2 separate regions of the Zea mays genome follow, and region 2 is linked to region 1. The links are chromatin contacts, called in public HiChIP or PLAC-seq maps. All regions are on one chromosome and are shown on one strand. The core of a region is the stretch at or near the end of the contact, and the rest is flanking DNA. Distances in the headings are between cores, read along the strand shown. Region 1 holds the start of LOC100191687. Region 2 holds the start of LOC100284101.

Region 1 (3,082 bases), core at 133-2,632:
CCAGCAAGGGTCCATGCTTTTCTTCTCTTCGGCCATTTCAGCGTTGATTACAGCAAGAAGTCGAAACTTAAAAATAATTGCGGTCGCAGAGTTAGAAAGCTAAAATAGCAAACCTGACACAAAGCTTGATAGCACGAAAAATATTTTCAACCCGAACCCTCGCATATATACGCAAAGCACCGCTGAGCGGTGGGGCCCACAATGCAGAATGACTCGCTACTCTAGCGAAGGGAATGTGTTTTTTCGGACCTTTGGCTAAAGGCCTTCGTTCATTTTGCAGTCTGAATTTGTTACAAAGAAACAAATTAATACTGTGAGGGGCTACTGTTGGGGGCCTTACTCTTCTGAAGGTCCTCAAAAACACAACTAACTATTTGCTTTCAGTATATTACTAAATATTACAGGAGCTTCGTCACCAGACGAGCTTCGGCATAGCACAAGACAAGTACAACGAAGCACGCTTCATCAAGCAGAATTCATCACGACGAAGCAATGAGACATTGCAAGGAGAAAATGTTGCTCAAGTTACTAAATACAAATGGCGATATTGTCCTTATGACATTTTGTAAACTCTGTATGTAACTATTGAGGGCATGAGTGTAATAGCGCATGAACCTTTTTGGTTGACTATAAATAGATGAACAGTACTGGAGTACTGTTCACGCTGGATTGTAATTACTCTCGCGTCATCACCTCTAAACAAATCGAAGGTATCAATGTAATATGAATTCTGATAATGTTTATATGTTTATCATGGAATAAATACATGAATGGATAACACATCTCATGTGTGTAAACTCTTATAATTTATGAATGATAGAGTGTCCTTCATGACCTTCGTCCGAATGTCATTATATCCGAAAGGAGATAATGCTTCGAAAGACGAAGATCCTTAAGGTTTAATAATTGTGTTGTCTTGTTCTTGATTCACAATATTTAAGAATAAGTGACCAACAACTGTCAACCGGGTTGTAAATTTATAAAAATACCGGGTAAATGGATCCACTCATGAATTGGGCTCGATTAGTGTGGATGCCTTCGGTTGGGTGCGTCCGATGGTGGTCGATTGAGCGATCAGGCGTCCAGGTGCGTCCGTGTGAACCTTCATCTAAGGTGATATATAACAATTGTCACCTCATGTGACCCATTCTAAAATGACTTAACAAATTTACGTTGTCTTTGTAAGTTATTTTTAAGTCATTTCACGGTAGGTCATCACCTTGAGTGATTTATCTACGCAGTCTTTCCTTCTCCCGGCGACCACACCATCTTTTTCCTCACTAGCGCCGCTGATGCTCTGTTATCGGAACCGTAGCGTTACCACGGATTTAACTTTTGAGTCCGTGACAGAAGTGAAACGAAACCAAATACAATTTGGGTACCGCTATTGCCGTATCACGTCTTGTCAGAGCCTCCTCGTCGTGGGCGTAAAAGCCGCCGCCTCCAACCCTTGTAAAAGTTTCTTGGATAGTCCGTAGCCGCTTGCCCTGTTCGCATCTTCGCGCGTGGCGCACACCGCTCCAGCTCTCCTTCGACGGGCACGGCCGAGCCGCCTTCGTCTTGGCCGCAGCGGTGCGCGCTCTCCATGGCGTCCTAATTAGCCTAGCCGCAACGCCGCGCCCGTGCCTGCGGTATGGTTCTTGCACTCCTTTCTTCCTTTCTCTTGTCGGGCTGGCGGAGATTGACCTTACTCATTTGGCGCTTTTTGGATTATAATTAAATATCTAATGCGACTTTCTTCATATTGTAAGCACATCTATGAATTATGAACCCCTGCTTTCTGTAAACAAATGAAACAGTGGAAGATTGACGCATTGGAATGATTTTTACTAGTCTCCAGTGCGATGTACTTACTTTTGCAGCCACGACCAAATCCCTGCTTAGTTTCGATTTATGCGTTTTTTTAGTGTCATTGGATCTTGCGGCATTCCGTGATGTGCTCTGCTAAGCTTACTCATCAAGGATTCAAGGGCCGACATTATGGAGCAACTCGAGATTGCTCAAAGTATCTTTCTGAAAAGATATGATTCCTAGCACGTGAGGCGTCAGACTCTGAATTTGTCGCTGCGTGCATGGTTCTGATTGATTTCGTTATCTTGGACATGGAGCATATATTGGTTTAGTCGTTTAGATGTGCATGCCCATGTCCTTCTATCTTTTTGACTTTAGACTTGTACCGCACATCTCTTTTCTCACTAAATTGATCTACTGCATTGAAAATGATATTTTTGTCTTAATTGAGCGTGGATTCGTCGGACTGGTTCTTCTATGAGATAACTGAACTTGCCTGCCAAGCTAGCTTCTTCTTTCCTGCACATTTCCTCAGTGCGCTTGACTTCAATTCAAATCTGGACGATGTTAACCTCCCTTAAATTCAATTTGCGGCCTAAGTTTTGAGCACACTTCTTAATCTTTATTGTCACAGTAATTCTTAGCAGATGAGAGCCCAGATTTGTTCTATTGTGTATATGCTAACTCGACAGAATCTTATCCTTTGTTCTATTGTGTATATGCTAACTGGACAGAATCTTATCCTTTGTTGTATGCATTAGTTGTCCTTGTAAATTAAGCTATATATTACTCAGAGACATTTTTTAATCTATTTTCTTCCAATAAGTCTATCAGATGAGGTAAAGCATTTGTTGTCTTGCTTGTTTGCCAGTGTCAAACTTGGCTGCCAAGTTACTGCTTTTGTTTTCTTCTGATTTCCTCGAGACTTTTAGCCTTCCCAAAAAAATCGACCTAGGAGGGGTAAGACAACCTCCCAAAGATTGTATGAAGAGAAGACCCCTGCCCCACCTATACAGAGCGGCACTATTACCCATGTGATAATGACCACGACCGAAGCATGCTATAGACTTAGTCTGAAATTCGCTTCCCATGGGGAGTCGAACTCAGGACCTAATGAGTGCTATTCAGACCACCTAACTAGAGGTCCTTTGGCACTTTCCAACTTTCCAGCCTTTATAAGGTTGACCAGACTGATACATTGTTGCACATTCCTTGCTCAGTTCATCCTTTATAAGATTGATCTCATCGATTAACACATTGTTTCACACTCCTTGTTCAGAAGTAGGGTGTA
Region 2 (3,075 bases), core at 169-2,668, 230 kb before region 1:
TTCAATAGTAATGGTGTGTTTCAAAAAAGGTAAAATTATAATGGCACATATCTAGTTAACCAAATGCATGCACAACTTATGGTACTGATTTTATTCCATGATGTTGAGCATGATACAAGAAAATGAATGGTTTTTGAAAACTTACAATTGAAGCATATGACTTCTTTGGTGCCTCCTTCAATGGTACAGGAGGGGATGAAATTGGTGGAGCCACTGCAACATTATTTGGCACTTCATTTATGACATCAGGAACCGGCGTTTCCTCAGCAACAGGCTTCTCCACATCACTTAGCGAGTTACAAACCTCCCCGTTCAGAACTTCCTCCTTTGGATTAAGTGCAGGCTCGGCCACCTGGCACTCAGGCTGCGGCGAAGCATCTACAAACAGACAAAGAAAGAAATCGGTTCAAACACATGATCACAGCAACAAAACAGTTTGAAAGATGTTACACTGCTACGCACCCTGAGGAACAGTCGTGGCGTCTCCTCCGACAGTGCCGTTGGCCAGGATAGGGGCAGAGGTGGTCGTCTCCGCGTCCGCAGCAACCTCAGGTGCTGGCTGCTTCTCAGCCCCCTCGTCCCCTCCCCCCTCCCCAACGTAGCGCAGTATGTCGTTGAGCACAAAGTAGCCCTTCTCCTGCGGCGCGAGGAAGAAGGACTGCACGAACTGGCGGCTGACGCTGTTCCTCCCCGTAAGATGACCCATGACGAGCACGCTGACGCCGCCACAGAGCGATTCCTGCGCGTCCACCGCCTTGATCTCCGCCCGGTCGATACCCATGGACACGATCTTGTCGTTAATCGCCTGCAGAATCAGACGCGCATACACGCAATCAGAGGCACACGCCACCCCAAAACCACTCCATTGCGGTGAGAATTAGGCCTGGGGCGACCAGATCTGGTCCGCGGGGGAGTAAGAGACGCGCGTGGGCGAGGAACTTACGTCCATGGTGGTGACCGTGTCCATGCCGTCGGCACCGGTGCCGGCGGGGCGCCCGAGGCAGCTGGCCTCCTGGTAGAAGCGGTAGACGAGCTCCGGCGACTGGTGCAAGATGTTGTAGTACTGATGCACGAAGGCGTTGCCCACCTGCACATAACAAGAGGAGGGCCGCGGCCAAGCACGGTGCACGAATCGAGTCAGCGCGGATCCAGCGGGCGAGGTCGGCCCCGGCGGCGGCCGGATCGGGGGACGGTGAGCTTACCACTTGTGCCGGCGGCGGAGCTCCAGATGCCGCGGCTGCGGCAGGGGGCGGCGGCTGCGACGCCATCTTGGGAGATCGAGGGGTTAGGGTTTTGCGAGGAAGTGGGGCCGGAGCAAAAGGGGCACGTCAGGACTCGGGAGAGGAGGCGGGGCTTGTCCCTGGTGTCTCTTTTCCCGCAAAGCTGGCGAGATGAAACAGAGAGGAGAGGGAAAGGTTGATGGCGGCTGCTGCAGCGGCGGGGTTAAATAAGGGTACGGGCGCGGCGGCGGGTTGGGGCAGTGGCACGTGCGGCCAAGAGTGCTTCAGGAGCCGTGGGCCGTGGGCCGTGGCATGAAACACGGGAGAGCGGAGGCTGGACGGCCGTGATGGGGATGGGTGCGTGCGTGGGTGACGCGAGAGGCGCGGGGTTTTTCTGTTTTTGTGACAAGGGATTGTTTGGTAACTTTGTTTGTTAAAATTATAGTTTATAATACCATTGTTTAAAATATATCACGATATAACTATGATATATTTTATCTCTACTAATTCTTAAGACGGTAGTGTAGACCATGCACAACCATGCCCCCACCTATATCCCAACCGTCCATTTACGTCCACCAAATCACCACCGTCCATTTCCATCCCCGCGCAGACGCCCAGCGCGCATACGACCCCGCCCACGCGCAGCCGACCCGCAGCGCGCAGCCGCTCCCGCGCAGCGCGCATCCGACCCCGCACCGCCCACGCGCAGCCGAGCCCGCGCAGCAGCCCCCGCAGCCGAGCCCGCGCAGACGAGCTCCCGCAGCCGACCCGCCCCCGCAGCAGCCCCCGCAGACGAGCCGCCCCCGCAGCCGCGCGCAGCCGAGCCCGCATCGCGCAGCCGAGCCCGCGCAGACGAGCCCCCGCAGACGACCCGCCCCCGCAGCCGCGCGCAGCCGAGCCCGCATCGCGCAGCCGATCCCGCGCAGACGAGCCCCCACAGACGACCCGCCCCCGCGCAGCGCGCAGCAGAGTCCGCGCAGCAGCCCCCGCAGACGACCCGCCCCCGCAGCCGCGCGCAGCCGAGCCCGCATCGCGCAGCCGCCCCCGCCGATTCCCCCGCACTGCGCGACTCATCCGATATCCGCGCATTCCCATGGCGCCCCGAATCCTCATCTTCAAGCCGCGAACAAACAAATCCCGCTCCGACCGCGATCCCCACGCCGTTCTCCCCGTCAACTACCACCTCCTTAACTCTCACGCCATGGATTGCAGTGATATACCCGCCATCTGTGCCGTCAAAGAGCTCATCTCCATCACATCCCGACGTCGTCCCCATCCGTCTCGCCCCGCCCCGCAACCAAAATCCTCGTGCGATCGTGAGCCCCTTGCAGCGGCGCGGAAGATCGTGAGCCACCAGCCGACGGGATATCGGTCGCGAGCTCCGCGTAGCAGAAGCAGTGCCGATTTGCTGTCGTGGAAGCCCAACGACCTCGCCATCGCTGCCAGGTATTCCCATTGTATCATCAATTTGCTGGTATATGCATCCACCTTAATTTTATTAACACCCGTGCGATCGTGAGCCCCTTGCAGCTGCGCGGAAGATCTTGTTCAATCATCGCCGCCAGGTCCCCATACTAGCAGCGGCGCGGAAGATCGTGAGCCACCAGTCGACGGGATATCGGTCGCGAGCTCCGTGTAGCAGAAGCAGTGCCGATTTGCAGCCGTGGAAGCCCAACGACCTCGCCATCGCTGCCAGGTATTCCCATTGTAATATCAATTTGCTGGTATATGCATCACATTAATTTTATTATCACCACCAGTTACAGCATGACATCTTTGCCAATTATCATGTACATCCTAAGCTTTCAAGGTGATAAATTAGGCATGAAGAGTAAGTCATGTCAAATAGTCA

What was found. HiChIP or PLAC-seq counts read pairs in DNA pulled down with a chosen protein or histone mark.
Region 2: a contact with region 1 is called in an H3K4me3 HiChIP or PLAC-seq map of leaf, with 5 times the contacts expected there. The contact joins the promoter of LOC100284101 here to the promoter of LOC100191687 in region 1. A contact is called at or near these places in 4 of 25 Hi-C or Micro-C datasets (ear, leaf and tassel) and 1 of 3 datasets of contacts at active chromatin or transcription factors (leaf).

What each region holds. Positions count from the first base shown.
Region 1 is chr2:80,188,834-80,191,915 of Zm-B73-REFERENCE-NAM-5.0, reverse strand. It overlaps LOC100191687, which reads left to right and starts at 1,382. Exons shown (of 9, transcript NM_001137116.2): 1 at 1,382-1,631; 2 at 3,071-3,082.
Region 2 is chr2:80,421,422-80,424,496 of Zm-B73-REFERENCE-NAM-5.0, reverse strand. LOC100284101 reads right to left here and starts at 1,418. Exons shown (of 9, transcript NM_001156999.2): 1 at 1,203-1,418; 2 at 944-1,087; 3 at 463-805; 4 at 146-378. The coding sequence starts at 1,268.